Linked DNA regions of Gossypium hirsutum: regions 2 and 3 are each linked to region 1. Evidence: chromatin contacts called from public Hi-C data. All regions are on one chromosome and are shown on one strand. The core of a region is the stretch at or near the end of the contact, and the rest is flanking DNA. Distances in the headings are between cores, read along the strand shown.

Evidence for each region. Hi-C and Micro-C count contacts between places; a contact is called where the count stands out from the background.
Region 2: a Hi-C map of leaf shows a contact between it and region 1, with 1.9 times the contacts expected there. The contact joins the promoter of LOC107896694 here to the promoter of LOC107896697 in region 1. A contact is called at or near these places in 2 of 34 Hi-C or Micro-C datasets (both in leaf).
Region 3: a contact with region 1 is called in a Hi-C map of leaf, with 2.1 times the contacts expected there. The contact joins the promoter of LOC107895981 here to the promoter of LOC107896697 in region 1. A contact is called at or near these places in 4 of 34 Hi-C or Micro-C datasets (all in leaf).

What each region holds. Positions count from the first base shown.
Region 1 is chrA10:96,947,395-96,950,901 of Gossypium_hirsutum_v2.1, forward strand. LOC107896697 (peroxisomal fatty acid beta-oxidation multifunctional protein MFP2) reads right to left here and starts at 1,736. Exons shown (of 18, transcript XM_016821928.2): 1 at 1,239-1,736; 2 at 407-478; 3 at 225-290; 4 at 97-153; 5 at 1-11. The coding sequence starts at 1,341.
Region 2 is chrA10:96,657,294-96,660,956 of Gossypium_hirsutum_v2.1, forward strand. LOC107896694 (midnolin homolog) reads right to left here and starts at 1,926. Exons shown (of 1, transcript XM_016821926.2): 1 at 1-1,926. The coding sequence starts at 1,426. The coding sequence ends at 77.
Region 3 is chrA10:96,587,626-96,591,129 of Gossypium_hirsutum_v2.1, forward strand. LOC107895981 (phylloplanin) reads left to right here and starts at 1,614. Exons shown (of 2, transcript XM_016821158.2): 1 at 1,614-2,060; 2 at 2,151-2,676. The coding sequence starts at 1,871. The coding sequence ends at 2,431.

The DNA.
Region 1 (3,507 bases), core at 486-2,985:
TTTTTCTGCAGCTGAAGTACAAAGTATCTAGAGTCAACACGGATCCATGCAACTTTGAAATGCTTTCTGTTTTAGAAATCATTATACGGTAATTACCTTCTAAAGTGTCACTGACAATCTCAACTGATACAAAACCAAGCTTCGGCTGCTCCACTGGAAAATACTACCAACCCATCAATTTCAAGCCAATGCAATATATATACATAAAGGACTTCTGTGCATACCTTTTCCTGATTGCATTCCATCAAAAGATGTGATATCAAAACCACCAGAAAATTTTCCATTTGCACCTGCTCACAGAAGCATCTCAATAACCAATTCCAGTCTTTTTGGAAAAGCAGTAACAGAGACAATATCTATACACATCTTTTCCTTTAATTTTAAGGAGTGATCTCTTTGAACTTACCTGTAACAACAATGGCTTTCACATCGTCTCTTTGTAAGGCCTTGTCGTAACTCTCTTTTAAGCTATACAACACTGTAAGGAGGACACACAAAGCCAAGGGAGATCAATTGCATATCTTCTCACATATACAAAATCATTAAAATGTAATTGTGGGGGAAGAATGATGACTATTGTTTTCATGTAACCATATAACCTAATTTGGGCAATATACCAAGCAAAAAAAAGAACAATGAAATTATAGATCCAAATTTGCCTTCGAACCCCAATTATGCTTCACAATTTTCTTTTAAAATCTAACACTCTTTTTCTCTATTACGGAATACAAGTATATAATCTGGAGTTTTTCTACAGCTTTATCTATTGCTATATAATTCAATCAATAAAAGAACCATATTTTGAGTAGCATAAAGTGAATTACTTGCAAACCGACCAACACAGAACCATGTAAGAGAATTGTAGGTCAACATTAATGGTTCAAATATAAGCCCTATTTTGAGTAGCATAAAGTGAATTACTTGCAAACCGACCAACACAGAACCATGTAAGAGAATTGTAGGTCAACATTAATGGTTCAAGTATAAGCCCTCTAAATTCCAATCTTTGCAAGAAAAATGAATATCAAGTTGATAAATACATCTGTTTTCCTCTGCAGCTAAATAAAACCCAATACAATTCTTTTGCTAACGAACCCCAAAAAGATCAAAACTTTATAAAGCAATTTGCATAGAAAAAGTGTGGGTCATAAATAACAAAGAAATCCCAAATTCCATAACTCAAAATCAATAGGCAAAAAGGAAAGATAAAGAAAGAAGAAAATGAAAAGAGGGGGTACCATCAGGAGAAAGAGAATTGACAGGAGGATTGATGATGGTGATAACAGCAACTCCATCAACTCCAACTTCAAGGGTTGTTCTTCCATTGTTCTTGCTCCCCATTATCACTCTTTGCTTAGGCTATAATCTCTTGCTTTATTTATTTTTAATCAAAATTTGGAGTCGAACAATGGGTATTAATTAATAGTAAAAATTATAAAAGGAGTTAGTTGGGTCGACGATTTTATTTAAGGAGGTGTCGTGTAAGAAGGCGGAGGAGGGAGTGACGTTTGAAGAAAAGAGTGTACGGAGAAACCCAAGTTAGTAGGCTTTAATCAACAGCTGCTCCAAATCTTTGAACTGCTTCGTTGGTCTCAAAGTTGCTTGGTTGAGTTCCAACGCCAACGCCAACGCCAACGCCAACGCCTGCATGGCTGTCCTCATCCAACCATATTTGTTTGCTGTTCCACTCTCATTTTATATATTTATTGAGCACAACTATAATCAGAGTTAATTTATGTTTATTGATAGCACAACCCTCTAATTCTCATAAATGAAATTGAAAAATGGTAATACATCTCACTGAGTTAAACTTTTTTACTACATTACTTGCTATGCATCACAAATCAAATTAAGAGAATAACAGGTAAAACATTAACTGCCCCTGTATAAAAACGAAAATATTGTCTTTTAGATACAATTTTCTTGAAGTTTAGTGAAAGTTAATTCTTTGAGAATTAATTTGGATGGAAAATACATTTAATTACAGTTTATGTAAAAATAGTAGTGGCGATGAAATTAAACACTGTACCAATACTATAGCGTGATATAAAAAGTAAGCTAAACACATCATACGCTAAACACATCATACTATACCTTATCGTCTATCTAAATCCATTCAAATTCATGGTGAATTTAATTCACTAACATATTAAATATAAAATGTATTAATATTATATTTATATTCAATTTTACTCTATTCATGAATAATTTCATTTTGCGACTAAGTGTCACATGGGTAGCTTGGGCGAGGTGTCAATTTTCTATCGGCTATCTTTAGGGTAAGATATTAAAATGCAAAGTAGGGGAAATTAGGCTGAGAGAGATAAGACGAAGAAAACAAAGTTGGATTATGATAATTCCAAAGTATTAAAACCCTTGGTCTTGGTCGCTTTCGTTATCGAACCCACTTTACCTTTTTTTTTCAAAAAGATAATTTCATTTATATATAAAATATTACCATCAAAGGAAAGGAGTGGAGAAAACTCAAATATGTTAGAAATAAATTGTAAACAAAAATTGTATAAAATAAAGGGGGTTTTATGTCCTTGATATATTATTTTAATAAATTTTTTATCTTGAATTTTGGACTTTAAATTTTGAACTTTAAATTTTAAACTTTGTATCTTGGTTATTGAAACTCTAGACTCAAGTCTAAAATTTAGAGTTCAGAGTTAAAAGTTCAAGGTCTAGAATTTTAGGGTCCAAGATTTAGAATTTAAGATTCAAGATTTAAATTAAAAAATTATTAAAATAATATGTTAATTACATAAAAAAAGATATTGAAATGACATTAAATAATTAGTAAAAGATATAAAATGATATAACATCTCTATTTTATATAATTTTTCCTTAAAAATGACGTAATGTCTCTATTTCGTATAATTCTTTTTAGAATATCTTAGAAAATAATATAAAAAGAACGTTAAACATAATGGATACAAAGCTATATTAACTAGTAAGATGGATCTCTTAAATTGCCGCTTTAAATTCAACACTCATCATCTTGTCTTTCCCAAATAACTTAATGTTAAATCTTTTAAATTATATATAAACATAAATAAATTAATTTAAATTCGATATACCACGTCATTAAAATAAGTCACAATCGACGAATCTTTCACTAACTCCAACAAAAACCACTAAAAGAGCAAGAGCCAACCCCTAAACTAAAATTATTAGGATGGCAATTAATAACATTCATTCTTATAATTTATTTTTTATAGATCGAATAATTTTAGTAATTTTAGATGGACTAAAATTAGAATATGATTTATAGGGAGTTTATTATTAATTCAAATTTCATTGGCATAAATTTTAATAAAAAAAGTTTAATTATATAAAATTTTTCTAGTCAATCCAATTGGATCTACTTAACTACTAATAGCGGTTCCAATCATATTCATCGATACATATTGCTTTGGTAATCATTTGAAATAATGACTTGTTTTTCACCAGTGAATTTTTAGTTTGTATCTATAGTTTAGTTCGTTCATTAGGATTGTATCA
Region 2 (3,663 bases), core at 676-3,175, 290 kb before region 1:
ACATATGATAATAAATATGGAAATAAACAGGCAATAATAATTAAGCCAATGTAATGCGTATTAACTGGAATCATTTTTAGCTTCTAACAGCTAATAAGGAAGGAATGGCAGCCAGATTGGGAGTTGTGTTTTTGTTGTTTGATTCTCTAATGACGGTGGTAGCATCTTTCTTACCAAAGGATGGTTTGGTGAATGCTCTCATGGGGCTTGCAAATGCCCATCCCCAACTCCTGCTCCTCCCATGGATCAGCGCTGCTCCTGTTGCTTTCCCATTCCCGTTATGATCCTCCGCTGATGACGATAACCAGTATGAAGATGAGGAGGAAGACGATGATGATGTGATTATGAAACCACCGAATATGCCACCGCATTTTACCCTTTCTTTCATTGCTGATGATGATGAGGCGGCGCCGACGGCGGAGGATTTTGGTTTGCCTTCTCTTTGGGATTCAACTCGTCTGAGAGTGCAATCTCCCAACCCGGTTGAGATCCTTTCGAAGAAATCACCGGAGAAACTCCGGCTTCCGCAGCCTACGGACCTGGATCTCGAAACCTTGCGCTCAAATGATGATGCAGCTGAGGCAGTGGCTTCACTGTTGGGGCTGTCATCCTCTTCTACTACCACAATGCCTCCTTTTCTCGACAATGATGAACCCAAGCTTTTCTCCTTTGGCTTTACATTCACGACCGCACTTGAGGATGAAGGTCCCCCCATTGTTGTTGCTGTTGAGACAGTGACTGCCGGTGGTGCTATTGAAGCAACCTTGTCTGGTTTTTTGGAACTATGGCTCTTGGAAGAAAGATAGAGAAATGACCAAAAACCACTTCTTTTTCTGGGACTGAAGCCTCCACCATTATCTACTTCACCATCCAAGAACCGGCCTCTCCTGGGAGCTGTAGTTGACTTGCTTCTCTTCAAAGCAATATTAGCATGATGATGGTGGTGGTGGTGATGATGATGATCTGATGATGCCACCATGATCTTCTTTTTCTTCTTTGCCAAAAGGAAAGGGATCCTGGCCCGCCTTGTATAACATTCTTCATAATGACTGTTATTATTGCCACTATCAAGCCTAGTTTTTGTTATGGGACGAACAGACATAGACAGTGAAGAAGCGGAAAAAGTGGCAACACCACCACCACCACCACTAACGCCACCATTTCCGCCACAACTAGTAGCAATGGCACCAGTATCAGATCTAAAAGAAGGCGGGGAAGAAGAAAAAGAAGGTGAAGCACGAATCGGTAAAGGAAAAGAAGAAGAAACCAACTTGCCTAGCTTCTCTTGAAGGCAAAAAGCACAAATCCCACCAGGGTTATTTCTATAAGGATGATTACTGCATTGCATACCATCTCCCATATCTTCTTCAACACCAACACCAACACCAACTCTACCTCCTCCTCCACCTTTGATTCCTTCCATCATGTTAAACTAACTGGGAAGGCAAAAATATCTAGAAAATCTTTGATCCTTGTAACTGGTATTGCTCTCTTTTCACATCAAAGATATGGCCTTTGTTTTTGCTTTCCCACAAGTTACTCACTTTTTTCCCTGCCAAGAAAAGAGAGAGAAATGGGAAGGGGAAGATGCAAACAAAAGAAGGGAAACAGAGAGTCAGAGAGTGTAATTGAGTGGGGAAAAAAAATATGGCATTGAAGAGGGGGAGGGGGGAGAGAGTCCCCAGGAGCACGTGGAACACTGACTTGCCTACACATTAAACAAAGTGATATTATCATATAAACCATACACAAGCTAAACCCTAATCCCTTTTTTAGCTTTCATCAACCCCCCGCCTATCACCTTCCCACAGGAATCTACTAACCAAAGCACTCTCTTCTGACTCCTCACTTTAGCTCCTGGGAAGGGTTTTTCCTTTTAACTCCATTGCTTCGCTTTGCCCTTTGCTCTTCTTCTTTATATTTTTTTATATATAATATATATTAGAATTTAGAAGAAGAAAATATGCTTCTTCTTTGTAGATGGATGGATTAGAGTAGATTCCTTCTTTTTCTGCCATTGCATTATGAAATTCGCTTTGTTTTTTATCTCTAAATATATTACTGCTTACTTGGCTTTTTCTTTCCTGATAAAAATCAATTATTAGTTTCTTATAACTTATTTATATATAATACTTGAAAATATAAAAAATTATTAGACTCCATAGAAAAGGGTTTCGTATAACGAGGGATGAGGGTAAAATTATAATAGAGGATACTGTATTAATAATAAGATTGTATTTAATTTTTTATTTAAAAAACGAGTTAATTATTGTTTGTACGATAGATTAAATACTATTAAAAATTTTATTTATTCTTATTATTAAAAATATAGAATAATTAAATAATTGCATGTGATGTGTCATGTATTTCATTTTAACATACAATTAATAATTAGCTTTAATAGTAAAAAATAGATGGAATTTTTAACCAAAATGATTAATTTACTTTCTGCTCTAATATAAAAAAGTTAATTTATTTATTTTTAAATAATAAAAGTAAAATATTATCAACTCTTAATACAAATATCTCTATAATATTTTTATTAAGACGATGGCCACTTAATAAAATTTATATCATCTGAGATTTTTTATTTTAAATGCATATGGTGGAGTGAGGTATTTGTGATAACCTACCCGATTTTTAAAGTTACTAATTTATTCGTTATAATATTTTATTTTTTAGTATATGTACTAGAAATACAAACTAAAATCATATATATGTTAATAAGTTATATATAATTATTTTATACATGACCTAAACAATTACATGTATTCATGAACACATTATAAATATATGGTTTTATACTATTAAAAATTTTGAAAAAAATCATTAGAAAAAGAAGGTAGAGTTGTGTGGATTAATATAAATAGATTTTGGTTATAATTAACCAAAAAATTTATTTAGAAAGGTTGAGATAAAATTATAAAATAAGTAAAAATTTGTATTAAAAATGTTTAAACTAAATTATTAATAATTTAAAAAGATTTAAATTATAATTTTGACATAATTAGTTTGTGAAGGGCCCTCTCCTTCTCGGGTTCATTTGCTCGTCCCAATTTATTTTGCTTTGTTAATTGGAAAAAATTAAATTAATGGAATGGAATTAAGTTAAATAGTGATAGGAGTTAACAATAAGTGGAGAACAAAGAAAAAGATTGTGAAAATTTGGTTGAAGAGGGAAGAGCGACAGCAATGGAAGAAAAGGGCCAGAGTGAGTGACCCCCCACAATGTTGTATCCACCAACCTCCTTTTCCCACTCATTTGTTCAACACATCAACTCTTGCTGCTGCATGCGCCTTCTTATCCCTAAACTATTTACCATTTATTATGATATTTTCACTTCAATTATTTGATATTGAGTGCTAATCAAAAGGTTAAAACAATTAATTTTTTTAATTAAAAAAAACATGATAATTGTTGGATTGGTGCACAATATGTTAAAAACATTTGTGGATCCCATGTTCCATTTTTTGCTCAATACGCTATGATCTTCGACACCTACTTTTCACAAAACTTTATGATATAATATGACACTTTATACTTCAACTATCAATTGTCCTCTTTCTTTTTGCATTTTTATGAAACTCGTATTTTATTTAAAAGTTAGAAATAAACAAATAAATTGAATGCTACTAATATTTTTCTTCCATTTTGACTAATAT
Region 3 (3,504 bases), core at 364-2,863, 360 kb before region 1:
TAAAATAGAAAATTGCCAGGGACTTGATTGAAATACGCGCGAAAGAACAGGGGTCAACTGGGCAATTACCCTAATCCCCTATGCGCAGCGTTTCAATGTAGGATTTAAGTGTAGCAACAGAGAAATTATGAGGGCAAAATTTTAAAAAGGAATGAGATTGGATTGAACACCACGAAAATATGGAAGGACTCACCGCGTAAATAGCCCCAAGGCTACAAAACACGCGGTCCTGGCCTATGCGGGTCGGGTCGACCCGCCCCTTCCCCAAAACGACGCCGTTTTGGCATATGGGGAAGGAAATGAAATGGTGTCGTTTCATGCAACATATTTAAGCCCCAAATTTTTTTTTTAAATTCATTTGCAGCCCATTTTTGAAGAAAATTTTAAAAAAACTTTTCTTTTTTTCTGTTAGGTTTTTAAACCCCCTCTTTGTGCCGTCGACTGTCCACCGCGCCACCACCGCATTTGGTGGCCGGTGTTACACCAAAATGGGCTCTTTTAGCCCTTCTTTTTTATACGCATTGGAGATTTGCTCCAAAAAACAAAAGACAAGGGCTCAACCCCCTCTTTTGAACTCGACCACGCCGAACGAAGAGGAGAGCTCCGACGATGCGGCTACGAGGTGGATCCAGTAAGTCACCCTTCTCCTCTTTCCCTTTATTCATTTTATGCCCACTTTGTTTAACAGATTTGTATTAAAATTGAAAAGAAATATTAAAGAAATAAAATGAAGTGAAAATAAAGAAAATAAAATCAGAGATCAACCTTTTTGTATGTTTTTTGCTTTGATTGCTAGTGTTCGTTTTTTGTTTGATTGCTTAATATGCGTAAAAAAAATAAAGGGAATGAAAATGGCTTTTATAGCCGAATACATGCTTGTTCTTATTTCTATTTTGTTTGTTTCTTCGTTGTTTCTTTTGTTTGCTATCATTTTTGTCCTCTTGTTTGTTGTTTCTTTTTGTTTGCGTGCTAGTCTCGTTTTGTAGGTGAAGTGGGCGACCAGACGCGTGCGAGGAGGCGTGTACCGGTGGTGGCGTGCGTGGTGGCCATTGGTGAGGAGCGGCGGCTGAAAAGATTGGGGCTAGGGTTGCTGAGATGTTTTGGGTAGTTGAGTTAGGGTTTTTAAACTTTTGGGCTTGTTGGGCTTGTTGGGTTTAGGCTGTTTAACATTGTAAATGGACTATTGGACTTTTATTTTATTTATTATATTTTAGGTTTTATTTTTGGTTTGCTGGTCTGAGTCAAAATTGGCTGCTACACTATGTTTAAATCTTAATATATATAGTTTTTTTTTAAATTTATTCTGTTTTTAAATTATATTTTATAAATTCCATATAGGATTAGAATTAGAAAAAAACTTTCTTATAATAATATTCATTTTTTTTTAAGATATACTATAAAATTTTTTCCTAATTAAATTAATGTTGGATTGATTCGTAAATTCAACTCATTTAAAAATTAAAAATAGTACATATAGATTATTTATAATCTAACAATATATTTTTTAAAAATGATGTACTTTATTACCATTTTATCTTCTCACCGTATTTTTTTCATAGTAATGCCAAATATTAGAAAATCTCAAATCACTTCTCAATTGCTTTTTCTTTTCTAAGTGAGTTTTTTTTTTTTCCAACAACAATGTTAAGCTATGCCAAAGTCTAGGGGGCAAGGTTTAGCCCCCACGTAGGTGAAGCCTACAATGGTGGCGTGCATGGTGCTGATGGTGAAGGTCCCCAACTTGTGTGGAAGATTTTAGCACCAACTTGCCCTCTAAGTTGCCTATAAATAACTAGGGTTGTCGAACATCACAGCTGCAAGAGTGGATCATTTTCATTGATATTAACTCGGTTAATTAACCAAAAACTTCATGGCCTTGAAAACACTTATGTTGGTTTGTCTCTTGCTTGCTGCAATGGCATTGATACCTCTAATTGCTGAAGCTCAACTAGGTGGACTCATTAGCGGCCTCCTTGGCTTGATTAGGATCCAAGGGACTGTATTTTGTACTGTCGATGGCAACATGGGTGTAAACGGCACTGCAACCCCAGCTTTCCCTAGTAAGCTTCTACTTTTCTATCATCATATTTTCCCGAAAAAATGATCACAAATGCTGAGTTATATATGTATTTGGTATAAATGTGTTTTAGATGCATTGGTGCAACTTCAGTGTGGTGGAAACGTGGTTTCGAGTTCAACCACAAATGGATCTGGCATGTTCTCCATATTATTAGATCCATTGCAATTCCTTGTCCCTTCATTGATCAACAACTGCAACTTAGCCGTAAAAACTCCGCTCTCCAATTGCAACACCTCCCTTGCATCCATCGGGGGATTGTCTTCAACCTTACAAGTCATCGGAAGCACCGTTGCTGGACTCTTGAACATCACTAACATCATCCCTACCGGGTTCGGGTTTTTACGAGCATGATGAAACTCGAAAACTAGAACAAGAACATCCATTGAACTAGTGATAAATATGGTGGTCGTTTTGAATGTCGAATGTGGCTATAGCGTCGCTCTTTGTTGTATAATTATTGTTGGCTTATAATAGATACAAATGTGGGGTTATAACAATGTCTGTAATTCTTAATAAAACTTACATTTTGTCATGTAAGTAAAGTCCCAATGTAATCTTGCTATGTTTCGAGAAATAAATAAAGTTGTGTTTGATAATACTTATTATATTGAAAACGACAACTTTCAAGATAATTAAATATACTTTTTTTTAAAAAATTAACATTTAATATTAAAATGTTAAATTGATTTTATTTTAAATTTTAATATAAATTATCTCTTTATTTTTTAAATAAATAAAAAATTTATTATATTTTTTATTTTTGTCAACAATTATCATAAATAATAAAAAATATTATATTAGGCAATGTTTGATAAAATATTGAAAATATTCAATGAATTGAAAATTAATTTTTTAAAGGGAATGAAAATTACTAAAGATTTTTTTTTTTGCAAAAAAAAAAGGTAAAAACCAACTTATTCCTTGTAACCTACTAGAATAAATTCAATGATTTTTATTTAAGATTATATTATCCTTTATAAAATAATATAATTATACTCAATATTTAATTTTAAATAATATACCAAATAAATTTTATAACTTAAATTCAACACTTCAATTTTTGATACTTATTTTTTCAATACTTAATTTTTAGTTTATCAAATATAACCTTAATAAAATTAAAATAAAATATTTTATTATTATAAAAAATAAAAATAATTTACGAAATCAATATATATTTATAATTACAAACAATATAATTATATTCTATATTTAATTTATATTAATATACCAAATAAATTATAATGGTTATAAAATTTTGTATTTAATTTTGAAACATTTAATTCAATTTATCACCGATTAACTTGTTAAGCCCAATCTCCCCAACCCACCTTCAAATTGGCTTCCGTTTTTAGCAACCTCCATTCGTCCAAGGCAGTCGGTTGGTTGGCAGTATGGCGAGCAAATGCCACCCCTGTGGTTCT